Linked DNA regions of Rattus norvegicus: region 1 is linked to region 2. Evidence: chromatin contacts called from public Hi-C data. All regions are on one chromosome and are shown on one strand. The core of a region is the stretch at or near the end of the contact, and the rest is flanking DNA. Distances in the headings are between cores, read along the strand shown.

Region 1 (6,626 bases), core at 1,053-3,552, 76 kb before region 2:
TTAAGAAACATTAAGTTACATAAAGTAAAACTCAGGCTCTCCTCTCAGCATTCTTCTGCCAGGCGGACAGGATGACCTTGGTTAACAGCTGCCTGAAAAAAGCAGCACTAGTCTGTGTCAGGATGACTACAATAATATTGTTACATTGTAAATCTTTCGGCAAACAACCAGACCTTGGATTTTCTGCTGCTGTGAAACCTGTTTAATTGCTCAAAATGTAACTTGAGGCCATGAAACTATAAACTGATGGGATTCTCATTCTGGGCTTGTTCCCTTTGCTACATTAGCCAGAACCAAGTGTTAAGGAGTTTTTCCTTTATTAATCTTAGTGTCCGCATGATTTCTCACTGGGAAAGCATGAGGTCATTTCCTCAACTCAGGTTCCCTTTCCCTAAACAACTCTTGTTTGTGTTAACTTGACAAAAAAACAACAGTGTGTGTGTGTGTGTGTGTGTGTGTGTGTGTCCACGCGCTCGAGTGCGTATGCGCATGCGCACACGTTTTGCCACGGACTGAACCGGTCTCTACATGTTAAATACATGTTCTACCATTGAACTTTACATTTCCCAAACTCCTTCACATGTTAAATCATTTCTAAATTACTACTCATATCCAAGACCACGTAAGCACCATGTAAGTTGTTATAGTCTAATGTTCGGGAAATAAGGAGACGGGGAAAAGGTTGCGCATGCTCAGTACAGATGAAACTTTCCTTTTCAAACATTGTTCGTTTACAGTTGGCTGAACCAGTGCTGTGGAGCCCGCATAAGCAGAGGGCTGGCTGTAGTCATAGGCGACTCTCCCTAACACTTCATGCAATTCTATTCTATTCCGTTTAGAATGGCAGATGTGGGACCAGATCTAAGCTGATCACCCCTGACCTGCACCTCCAGGTGTTGATGCCAGGCATGATCCTGTCTTCTTGACCGAAAGCAGGATCTGTACCTTGCGTTCTGGCCAACAGAATACGGCAAAAGTTTATCACGTGTTAGTTTTACGGTTAAGCAACTTTACATATGACTTCTCTCTTAACACACTGGAGTGCTCCGGTGAGAAAACAGTCACCTTGAGGCACCCTAGGTGGTAAAACCCCACAGAAGGGCTCTAACATCCGGGCAATGTCTGGAACAAGACTGGTAACAAGATTAACACTGGCAAATAGCAGGACCCTTGAGCAGAGTGGACCAGAGAAAACAAACTGTTGATAAATTGAATGAATTTGAAAGAGGCTTTGTCCTCCCCTGTTGGGATTTCAGAGGAAGCACACAGTTCATGGTGTATCTTCGTTTTAACCCTGAGTAAGGGGCTAGCTAAGCTGGACTCAGAGTCCTGACCAGAGGATCTGTGGGTCAGCAAAGGTCTATAGTTTAAAAAAAAAACAAAACAAAAACTGCTTTGTGGTGGATCACACTCAATGAGTTTTATGGCCTATTTATGGGTTGGCTGTCGCCCTTTGAAAAACACAGATATGGACAGCCACATTTTTGAATTGTGCAGGAATGTGACCTTGAGGTTGTCAACAAATCATACAAGGATATCTGTGACAGGCATTTGGACGCGTGTGCTGGGACAGGGAAGCCACTGTAGCATAGAAGTATTGGAAATGATGATTACATTCTCTTCCTCCCTCCTTACAGGGGAAGATGATACCGAAAAGCCATCAGAGAACCAGCCTCTGTGAAGTGTCAGACTCTAAGAGAAAAGAGATCATTAGGACAGCTACCAAAGATGAGGATGTGACTCGGAAACTGAAAACAGCTAAGGCGTGACACAGAGAGTGAAAACGGGTAAGGCTCCATCGAGGCTTCTGGAGCTGAGCCTGCAACCACTGTATACTCTATTTTCTGTTTTCAGGGCTTTGTTCTCCACCGCGCGCAAGTGGCCAGTCATGACTCCATGATGTCACCTGTGAACTGTGAGGTTGTGGCTTAAAGAAATACCTCCAGCCCTCATCATCTGGATCTCAAAACATAGAAGAAACATAGACTCGGAGCTTCTTCTCTGTTACAGGAATTTCATCTGAATTGAAACATCCCCTCCACCCCTCGGAGGTGTGGCGTGAGACTCAGGAAGTGAACAAACATTGCATGCCTTTGCTAACCTAAACAAACAAGGCTCTCCAGGGCCCCTCCTGGAGGTTATAGATGCTGTAAGCAATTTCAGCCGAGCTACAGATTCTCGGGTTGCAGAGAGGAGGTTCTCCCAACTCTTGAGTTGCTCGCGAGTCTTGGAGAGGAAAGCTGCAACTGTGGAGTTCCTCACGGTGTTGGGGCGGAGCTTTTCAGTGAGGCCTCTGAGTCATTCCAGTAAACCACTGGAGGCCTGAGTGGCCAGACCCCGCCCCCAGGCCAAGCCCAGTCTCACCAATCTCAGAAGAGGCTCAGCCTCGCCTCCCAGACTACAAATCCCAGGCTACCTTGGAAAGTGTCCCCACGAATCCCCACCCAAGAAACCCTATATAGAGCCTCCCTCCTGCTCAGTTCTGTGCTGCTTCTTTCCCCAGCAGGAGCAGCCATTCTCTTGTGTCCTTCCCTCTAAATCTCGTGTGAGGTTTGCTGTGTGGTGTGAATTTGTGGTATTCCTGGGCTCCTGACTGCTGGGATACCTTTCCCAACCGAGCTGTAAAACTCACGACCCCTGCTCCTATAAAGTAACTCCTCCCATACCATACCCCATCAGTAACTCTAACAAACCCCCTGGCTTCACAGAGTTGGTATCCCTCCATAGTGTCTGGCGATAAATACTTTTTCATTTTATTTTGTGAAGCTCAGGCTGCCCTCAAATTTAGGATTCTCCTACCTAAATCTTGTAGGTGCTGGGATTACAGGCATGTACCACCATGACCAGCTAAGAAATACATTCTTCCTATGTGCGAATCATAATGTCATGGTGGGAGACCTCTTTCCACAGATGGGAGCAGTCATGTAACTAACATTTGAGAATTCAGTAGCAGGTTGACAAGAGTAAAAAGCGGTTAAGAACACTGACTGTTCTTCCTGAATTCAGTTCCCAGCAACCACATGCTGTCTCTTACCAGAACCTGTGGGTAGTCTCAAAAAGGCAGGACAAAAATTGAGAAATATGTAAGAGGGCATTAGACTCTGTCAAAGAAATAGAGCCATATAAAATATCCATCTCTAGGTGTCAGTCAATCATCTCTTCATTCATCACCTATGTATCTGTCTGAATGGATTTGTTATGAGGAATAGGCTCACGTGATTACACGCCCTAGAAAATTGCACACTTGGTGGTGTAGTTCAAAGGTCTGACAGCGGGGATCCAGAGAGCCAATGCAGTAGATTCCAGTCCACCCAGGACGACCTGAGAACTGTCCGTCACCGCTGAGCAGATCCAGGACCCAGCACCAGGGGTCAGAGAATGTGACCCTGTTTCCTCTTCTTGGTCCTCCGTTTGGGCCTTCGGTGGAGTGGGCGAGGGTCACCCACAACAGAGAAGCTGGTCTACCTTTACCAGTCCCAAAGCTGAGCTCCTCTGTGATGCCCCCCTCCCCACAGACACACAAACAGTAGTGTTTAATTTGATCTCTGGACTTGTAGTGACAATGACCAACTGAACCATCACAAGCAATGTGGGACTGGAGTAACCAAGAGGTCGAGGAACAAAAAGACCCTGGGAGCCATGGACGTGGTTGAGTAAAGTCACAAGTAGTGAACTTGTCCAGCAAGAAATGACCAAAAAGTCACAAAACCTGGAGAGGGGAGGGGCAGAGGACAGAGGAGGGAGATAGATATGAACTGAGTATAGAAGCATGGAGAGACTTGGTGAAGAAAATGAACCCTACATATCCAAGTCATGAGAATTAAGCAGCAGAGAAATGAAGAAGCGGCAGTGTAGTAACAGAGCAACGTTCTATGATTTTAAAAAATGAGTCTACACCTAAAATTATTTTAATTAACAAAAAAGAACTTGGAAGATGTTGTTCAAGACACTTAGGTATCTACCAGACCTCCAACCACCAAGCCTGGTGCCCTGAGTTTGATCCCGGTACCCACGTGGTAGAAAAAGCGAATGCCTTCCTCTGACCTCCACACGTGTGCTGTGACATACGGGTGCCCACGTACACATCGTATACACAGAGGATGAGGATGAGGAGGATAAACGTGTTAGCCACCTACATGCCTTAAATTTATTAATGGCTATTGACAGAGACTTCCAGTGAGACTGAAGCCAAGACTCGCACATAGTCCCTATGTTAAAAAACAAAGACCATCAAGTATAATTTTTACATAAAGAATTAAGATCATTAGGGAATAATAGCGGGATATGATTGGTCAGAATGGCCAACTGAAGAAGCGTGTTCTAGGACCAAACAAAAAGAACGGAGGCTGAATGGTGTGAGCAGAAGAGCCTCTGGGGGGCAGCGATGGGCGCATTGTGTGGAGCGGTTAGAGGCAGCTTCCATGAGCAGCTGGAAAGAAGTCACCAGTCAAGATCCAAAGAAAACAGATGCTTGACAAGGTTGAGAAGAATTTCAACAAAGAGATGAATGAGAGTAAAGGGGAAAAAAAAAAAAGAGATGGCCAGGGCACCTAAGGGCTAGCTCCAAAGGAAGATCCCTCACTTCAAGGCTTGACATGATGAGGGGAAAGGATGGGGCAGAGGTGCTGTTGGCACCTGCGGAGGCTGGAGCAGGAGGCGGGGCTATGGAATGGAAGGCGTGGCCGCGGTGCAGGAGGCGTGGTTATAGTGTAGGAGGCGTGGCTATGGTGCCCGAGGCAGGTTATGGTGCAGAAGGTATGGCCTTGGTACAGGAGGCAAGCCTGTGGCTCAGACCTTGGTATAGTAAGCCTGGCTGTGATACAGGAGATATGACTATGGTTCCGGGGGTAGGGGGGTGGAGCTATGGTAGGAGCAAGAAATGGCTGTTTCATGAGAACTGACTTTGGTGAGTTCAGAAGGCCTGGTCATGGAGGGTGCAGGAGTCTGTTCTCTAAAATCCCCCAGAAATGTCTTGTTTGGGCCAGCTGAACCATTACTCTTGGGCACACAGAATTCGGTACCAAGTCTTAGTTGCTACATATTTGTCATCTGCTCTAATGTGTTACGTTAGATCCGCATATTTGTTATATGTTTTTGCTTTCAGATCTCTTATGTGACATCTTTTTATTACAAATGATATTTGTATGATTTATAACAAAATGCAAACAAGCCGAGTGTGGGTACTAGGAATGAGGATTGCAAGTGAAAGGTCCACGCTATAGACTTGTGACCAGCAAGCAGCTTTGTTCCCAGCTATACAGAGAGAGAGAGAGAGAGAGAGAGAGAGAGAGAGAGAGAGAGAGGCAGAGACAGAGAGGCAAATACAGAGACAGACAGACAGAGAGAGACAGAGAGAGAGAGAAAGAGAGAGAGACAGACAGACACTCAGGCATGCACACATACATACACACACGCACACCCATACTCACAGGCACCAAGCACACCACACTCTTCCTGGGCTCACGATTTCTAGGAATCCCTCTAGTTTTAGGAGGCCACTTTTAAAACGAAAATCACCAACCAAAACAAAAATTAAAATGGAGCAATAAATGATTATAGATATAAGTTAGAAAAGCAAGGATGAGCTGCGGAGATGTCTCAGTGGTAAAGTGCCTACGGTGCGAGCCTGAGAGCCTGAGTTCGGATCCCCAGAACCTATGTAAAAAATCTAGGCTTGGTGCTACACACCCAGTGCTTGGGAAGCACATACAAGAGGATCCCTGGAGCTCACAATAGCCTGGCCAATTCAGCCTCCAAATCTCCCCAATCCCCAGTAAGTTGTATCTTCCAGGGGCTGAAGGCAGTGCACCCATCCCCCAAAAAGAGTAGAAAAATAAAATTCATTTTCTTCAGCCTTCCCGCTCACTGTGCGGACAGGAAAGGGATTTCGTGGAAACAATCCCATGAAAGACCACACCCTGGCTCCAAAGGTTTAGGGTGGTGCCTGACGTACAGAAAGAGAGTAAATCAAAGAAAACCCATCAAGAATCAGACAATTTCTCAGCAGCCGTCTTCCTCACGCAGCAGGTTAATAATTCCGTTGAGAGCCCCGGAATTTACTAGAAGTCTTTGCCCAGGTTTCTTACAGATGCAAAAGAGGTGCTCACCAGGAAGGGGCTAATAAAAATCGAGAAACGCTTTAAGATCATGTTACTTCTTCGGGGAGAAACATGTGTCACGAATCCAGCAGGGGCAGAGAGCCCAGCCCAGTGTACGATGAGGTCACACAAAGGGGCGGAAGAGAAAAGATGGTGTGTCTCACAGACTGGTGTTTCTGGGCTCTCCTCACATCTGGAAGTATTAAGATTTTCCCACAGAAAACATGCACTTCCATAGGCAATCCGCCCTCGGCCCAGGATCTTTCAGGGGCTGCCTTCCTGCTGTTATTTCTGTGTGTGTGTGTGTGTGTGTGTGTGTGTGTGTGTGTGTGTGTGTGTGCATGCATGTGTGAAGTATGTGTTTGTGTGTGTGTGTGTGAAGTATGTGTGTTTGTGTGTGTGTGTATGAAGTATGTGTGTTTATGTGGGTTTATATACAGACAGGTATCTGTGTACATGTGTGTGTGGAGGTCAGAGTGAATAGCAGCTGTCTTTCTCTACCATTCTCTATCTTGGTTTTTGAACCAG
Region 2 (7,065 bases), core at 500-2,999:
CCCAGCATTCTAGGACTGGAGACAGGAGCATCAGAAGTTCAAGGTCCTCCTGGGCTACCTTGCAAGTTTGAAGCTAGCCTGGGTCATATAAGACCCTGTCTGAAAACAAAAGCCAACTAACTAACCCCAAACAGCTCCACCCCCCCACCCCCACCCCCAGTTTCTTCTGCAGGTGGCTAGACAGCTGTGTCTTCCACAGTGACCAGGGACCAGGAAGAAAGAGTAAATAGGGGGACCATAACCATAGTGGTGAGCTTTTGGTTTTTAGATAGAGTCTTACTGTGTAGCCTTGGCTCTCCTGGAACTCACTCGGCCAGCCCCAAACTCACAGAGACCTGTCTGCCCTTGCCTCTCAAGTTCTGGGTATGTTAAAGGCATGTAGCACCATGCTCAGCTTTTTCTAACTTCTTCTGGAAGTCTCTGTCACAGTTGAGCGTGCTGGTGTCTGCATCTAGATGCATTCCTGTTATCCCACATCTGTACCTTGAGTTTTCTCTGTAGCACTCACTGTTCTCAATCACACTAGACTCAGGATGCTTATAATATAGGTGTGCGTGTATGTATGTATGCATGTGTGTATGTATGCATGTGTGTATGTATGCATGCATGTATGTATGCATGTGTGCATGTATGTATGCATGCATGCATGTGTGTATGCATGTATATGTGCATGTGTGTATGTGTGTATGCATGTGTCTATTTTTATCGATAGATGGATGATAGATAAATGCATGTATATTAGAGTAGCTAGTTACCTAGTTACCTTTAACTGTGTGTTTCTTTGTGTGTGTGTCTGTGTGTGTATGTGTGCATGTGTGTGCACACGTGGGAGTGCAGGTACCCTCAGAGGCCAGAAGAGGGTATAGAATCCCTGAACTGCAATTTGAGGCTACTGTGAGGTACGTAACCTGGCTGCTGAGAACGGAACTGGGGTCCTCCAGAGCCGTCTCTCCAGTCTGGGGATGGTTAGAACTTATGCCCAACTGAGAACAGCCACTATAAAGACATGGTTGCTCTTGGAAGACTAGCAAAGGAAAACAGGCCTTCTTCCAAGGAGGATCCCAAACACCTAAACAGCTGGCCCTTCCAGAACTTTCTATTGTGGTTCGAAAGTAAAATGTCCCCCACAGGCTCATAAATTTGGATACTTAGTCCCCAGGGTGAAAAGTTGTAGAACCTTTAGAAGGGGGACTCTCACTGGAAGAAGTAGTTTAGTGATTTCAGCTTTGAGATTTGCTAGCCTAGGCCTGCTTCCTGTCTGTCCTCTGCTTTCTGACCGCTGACACGCATAACCAGCTACTTTGTGCTCCTCTAACCTCTACCATGTGCATGCCCACACTCTGGACAGACACACATATACACACACACGAGAGAATAAGAGAAAGAGAGAGAGAGAGAGAGAGAGAGAGAGAGAGAGACAGACAGACAGACAGACAGACAGAGACAGAGAGACAGAGAGAGACAGAGAGACAGAGAGAGACAGAGAGACAGAGAGAGACAGAGAGAAATTTAATAAAAAGAAAACTGTTAAGCCATAAGCTGCACCAGCTGTGAAAGTAGGTGCCATACAGTCTAGTAGTTTCCACATTTCTAACATTAGGATCTGGGAGATGGAGAGAAGCCGGGGTTACAGCTCAGGGACAGGATATGTGCTGAGCATGCGCAAAAGCCTGGTTTTGAGTCCCAACAGCCCTAAACAACCTGGGGCCAGAAAAGTTAAATATTTATCAAGGCTTTCGGAGCTCACATCCATGCTTGGCAAATGCTTGGAAGGAAGCCCAGTCACCTAGAAATCGTTTCTGAGTGAGTAACTGCGAGATGGGTTTTATCCAAAAAGAAACATCTGGATGCTTGACCGCACTTTGTTCCATTTCAACCAATCTGGCATATGTAGCTCTGTCCCCCGCCCAACACACACCAAAGACTTTGATTTTAAAATGAAAGCTGTGTCTCCTCCACAGCTGCCTCTTCTCCTTCCCCCTTTCTTCCTTTTCCTTGACAGTTGGGCTCTCTGTCCCCATCTTTGGGTCAAGAGGAAGTGACACTCACCAAAATGTGAATGTGTGAGTTAGCCTCACCAGAGAGAGCCCTTGTCTAGGATGATATATGAGCATGGGAGTTCACCAGAGAGCCCTTGCCCAGCATGTACAAGTTCATGGGTTCCACCTTAGCATTACATTAAATCATCCATATATATATGGATGTGTGAACACTGTCATTCACTTTCTCCGATACATAGTCTTTCACATTCGGAAGCTATTTTCCACAGAACCCCATTTCATTTGTTTAGCTGTGGAGATCATGTGTCCCATGACCTGTGCAGTTTATGGTCTTGCTAATGGAGACGGCTCAGAGGTCTTTTGTCCTACCACCATAGCTTCCCTTCTCAGCAGCACCGACAGTGTCGGTCGAAGCTCTCTGGAGACTGTCTGTGCAGCTCAGTTGGTGCAGTGCTTATCTAACATGATTGAGAGCCTGGATTTCAATCTTAGCACTGCATAAAACCAGGCATGGTGGTACATTCAAGAGGCCGGAGGATTAAGAGTCCAAGGCTATCCTCAGCTACATGTCAAGTTCAAGGCCAGCCTGGACTACCTGAGACCCTGCTTCAGAGAGGGCAACCAGAATGCCTTTTCACTGGTAGTGGAGATCCTGTTAGTCAAACACAGGCTGGGAAGCCTCCCAGAGGAGAACATTCATGAGCAGGACACAGTATAATTTGCTTGCACAGCGATCGATCTTCCTTAGTGCTGAGCACTGAGTGCCCGGACTCCGCCGAGACTGAAATCAGTGTCAATATTTATACCCGTCGCTCTAACGCGCACTGCTTTGCTTAATTGACTGATCTGCATTACTGGGCAGCACTTGGGTGGCGGATTACGAAAGCGACATTGACAAACCTATATCTGACTTGTGCTTGTGTGGGAATCAATCCAAATTTTTATTTCTTTCTTGTCTTTCTCTTTGCAAAAGACTTGTTGATTCCCCCTGCCCCAAGGGGGAACAGTTGGAAAACTCTTCCCCATGTAATAAGTCTCAAACATGGAAATTAGCTGAATTGGATGAAATAATATTTCCATGTCCACATGCTGGCAGCCTGAGCTCCAGTGCATGATGTGCAGTGTACATGTACACACACACACATACACTCACACACTCACACACACACACACACAAAAATACATACACATACACAAATACATACACACAAACATACACATATACACATATGCGTGCACACACATACTCACAAATACTTATACACACATATACAAATACACACACATGCACACACATACATACACATATATACACAAATACAATACACACATGCACACACATATACACATATGCACATACACATACACACACACTGAACACGCACACACACACTGAATACATACATATACACATATACACGCATACACACACATACAACATACATACACACACATACATACACAAACACACACACACACACACACACAGCTTTCCCCAGCCCTAAGTCTCCCTCCAGCACCCTAGGCTGCCACCCCTGTGTTTCACCTCTGACTCAGAATGGAAAGCAAACACTTAAATTTGAACCTCCTGATTTCCTATCAAGTCCCCTGGGAAAAACCACACCTCTGCTCTCCTAAACACCCTCTTTCCCACACACTGTTCTCCTGCGGTCAGGGAGCAAAAAGATGTAAGAACATGAGGCCTGTGCTCGCTTAATAAAGAAACAGGCAACTTCCCCAAAAGTCACATTGCTGGTGGCCAGTCACTGGAATGAACAGAACCAGAGACACAAGCAGCCACTTCCTCTTCTTCAGCCATGTGTAAGGAACAGTATTCTGACGTGTGACATGTGTGTGTATACATATGTATGTATGTATGTATGTATGTATATATACATATGTACGTACATATATATATATATATATATACATACATACATGGTACATACATTTGACAGAGAAGGGGAGAAAGACAGAGAGAGAGAGAGAGAGAGAGAGAGAGAGAGAGAGAGAGAGCTCATGACAGGGTCTCTCTCTGCAACCCAGGCTGATTTCACATTCAGAGTCCTGCCTCAGCCTCTTGGGTATTTGAATTTCAGGTGAATAAGGAAAACGTTTTTCTTTTTCTTTTTTTTTTTCATGTGCTTATGTGCGGGGTGCATGTATGTAAGCATGCGGTTGCATGTGTGGGGGCATGGTTGACACCTGGCATCATCCTCCATAACCCTTCACATGATTCACTGAGGTAGGCTCTCCCCACCAAACATAGAGTTTTGGCTTGCCGGCTTGCTCTTCTGTCCTGGCAGACAGCCAGGCCCCCCAGACGTTTACGTGGACTTGGGGGGATCGGTCCCCACACTGTCGCAAGTGCTTTAACTGCTGAGCCATCTCCCCAGTTCCAAATAAGGAATCCTTACTGAAGATGATCGCGCAACAAGGACTGGAGAATGGGCTCAACTCCCAGTGAAACGGAGACCTCCGGGGATTTATAGCCAAAGCTCAGGGGAGTGGGAGGAAGGTGGAAAATTACCAAGAAGAGTCATCCAGTGTGGGAGGCGCTTGCTCAACTGCGCTGCTACGATTTGGATGCTCCCAAGGTTGAAGTTAACGGGTTTGTTCCTCAGTCCCTGACGCTGCTGGAGCCAGGGAACCCCTCAGGGTACAGGGCCAGGTTAGAGAAAGCTAGGTCACTGGAGCTGAGCCCTGAGGGGACTGGGGACCCAGGACTCTGCCTTCCTTTGCTTCCCAGCTGCCATGAGGGGCTCGTCTTTTCCCATGTGTGGCAATGTCACGGGGTCTAAAGATAAGAAGCCAGGAGAGCAAGAGCTGTGCCTCTGACCCCAAGAGTCAAAATAACCCTTTCGCCTCTGTAAGTTGATTCTATCTGTTTTATTGGAGGGGCTTGTTTGTAGTTCATGGGGGCTAAACCCAGGGCTTTGTGAATGTTAGGCAAGCATTCGACTCCATCCGCTCTTGTTTATATCTTTTTAAAATTTTTCATATTAATGCATATTGTTTTCCATATTTTATGAGGGCTTCATTTAAGACTTCTATTATATTTTTATTACATTTTATTTATTATTAGAGATAACAATGTGTGTGAGACACACATCCCACAGGGAAAACGTGGAGATCAAAAGACAGCTTCTGCTAGCAAGCACAAGGCCCTGGGTTCGGTCCTCAGCTCCGGAAAAAAAAAAAAAGACAGCGTCTGGAGGTTGCTTCTCTCCTTCTACCTTGTGGGTCCCAGGGATGCAACCCAGGCCCTCAAGATTGTGTAGGAAGTTCCTGATCTCTACCCACTGAACCATCTTGCCAGCCCAAAACAAGATTTTATGTTTGTTAATTTATGCATTTATTATATTTTTTTATTTCATGTCTGTTCGTGTGTTGCCTGTGTTCAGTCCAAGGTAGACCCCCAAAATTTTGCTTCTCCCCACCCAAGGAATATCCTTGGCAGTTTGATCCTCAACCAATCTCTCTTTCTACCATGGTCTAGGTCAGTGATTTCAGTGCGCCTTCACTTGTAGTATGCGTGTCTGCGTGTGTGACACACATGTGACTCGTATTTGTAGAGGTCAAGAAGTGAGCATCAGAACCCCAGAACTGGAGTAACATGTGGCTGTGAGCCTCCATATGGATGTTGGGAGTCAAACCTGAGTCCAGTGAAAGAACAGCCTGTGCTCTGGCCACTGAGCCATCTCTCTTACCCCTTTATGTTGCGTTAAATAATAAAAAAAAAGGGGGGCACTATCCCACGTTACGCTGGGCACCGTCCGGCCACAAGGGCCAGCGCTAAGTTCCCATGTCCGGTGGCTCCCACGCCAGCCCCACACATACAAATTCTGTGACTGGCTGGGGTGCCCTGTACCTTTCTCTGGAACTCAGTTGAGTCGCCGCGTGGAGGAAAACAGCACAGAAACTTAGTTTAGAATCAACAGCGCAGCTACTCACATCCTGATTATTAAGCCACACTAAGTTAAATACTCCTGGGACGAATCTGCCATCTAAGGGGGGGGAGGGGGGACTCTCAGTCCTTACATCCTCTACCACAGGCTCTCTCCCAGTCCAAAAAGCCGCAAGTCCCTTTCCTCCTCTCTTCCCCACTCTAACCTGGAGGTCCCGCCTACTCCTTACCCAGCAATTGGTCCCTCGAAATCTTTATTCATTAGGGGAAGGTCCTTGCTACACCTTTATACCTTTTTTTTTTTTTAAAGATTTTATTTATTCATTTTATATATGATGAGTACACTGTCACTGTCTTCAGACACACCAGAAGAGGGCATCAGATCTTGTTACAGATGGTTGTGAGCCACCATGTGGTTGCTGGGATTTGAACTCATGACCTCTGGAAGAGCAGTCAATGCTCTTAACCGCTGAGCCATCTCTCCAGCCCCCTTTATACCTTTTTTAAAAATGTAGCATGTTATTTGTGTGTGTGTGTGTGTGTGTGTGTGTGTGTGTGTGTGTGTGTGTGTGTACAACTTTCTGGATTGGATTCTCCACTTCTACCTTTATATGGGTTTTGGGGGACTGAACTCAGCTCCCCAGGTTTGTACAACCAGCACCTTGACCAAATGAGCCATCTCATGGGCCCCACTCTGGGTTTTGATACAAGGTCTTCCTATATACTTCAGGCTGGCCTTGAAGTTACAATCCTTCTGCCTCTGACTCCCAGGTCACAGGCATATACCCCCATGACTAGCTATCTCAGGTGTTTGTTCAAGACTCACATAATAACACTGGCCTGAAAGAAGTCTTGCCCAAGTCAGGCCAAGAACTTAGACCTAAAAACATCACTTCACCAAGGGTGAATCTGATCAGATGTCAAAGTGGAAGGATTCTTACTAAACTGATTTTCTGGGCTCTCTCTCTCTCTCTCTCTCTCTCTCTCTCTCTCTCTCTCTCTCATTTTTGAAACAGGGTCTCTCTTTATTGGTCAGGCTGGCCTAGAACCCTCAGTCTCCAGTAATTGTCCAGAGAAGCTGGAACTTGGATTGTACCTCCCATCCCAGTGCCTTGGGCCCATTTCATAGGGACATTGGTATGTTCTGGACAGCTATGC

Evidence for each region. A called contact is a pair of places that touch in the nucleus more often than the background predicts.
Region 1: a Hi-C map of liver shows a contact between it and region 2, with 2.6 times the contacts expected there. The contact joins two enhancer-like sites. A contact is called at or near these places in 3 of 12 Hi-C or Micro-C datasets (hepatocytes, liver and prefrontal cortex).

What each region holds. Positions count from the first base shown.
Region 1 is chr17:14,372,442-14,379,067 of GRCr8, reverse strand. No RefSeq gene overlaps it. Among named protein-coding and RNA genes, the nearest start is that of Spin1, 120 kb to the right of the region's middle. Within about 2 kb of position 2,302, at least 35 of the 93 cell types and tissues checked have an H3K27ac peak or open chromatin away from gene starts, as enhancers often do. A contact at or near this core is called in hepatocytes and liver, where this site is marked.
Region 2 is chr17:14,295,930-14,302,994 of GRCr8, reverse strand. No RefSeq gene overlaps it. Among named protein-coding and RNA genes, the nearest start is that of Spin1, 42 kb to the right of the region's middle. Within about 2 kb of position 1,749, at least 5 of the 93 cell types and tissues checked have an H3K27ac peak or open chromatin away from gene starts, as enhancers often do. A contact at or near this core is called in hepatocytes and liver, where this site is marked.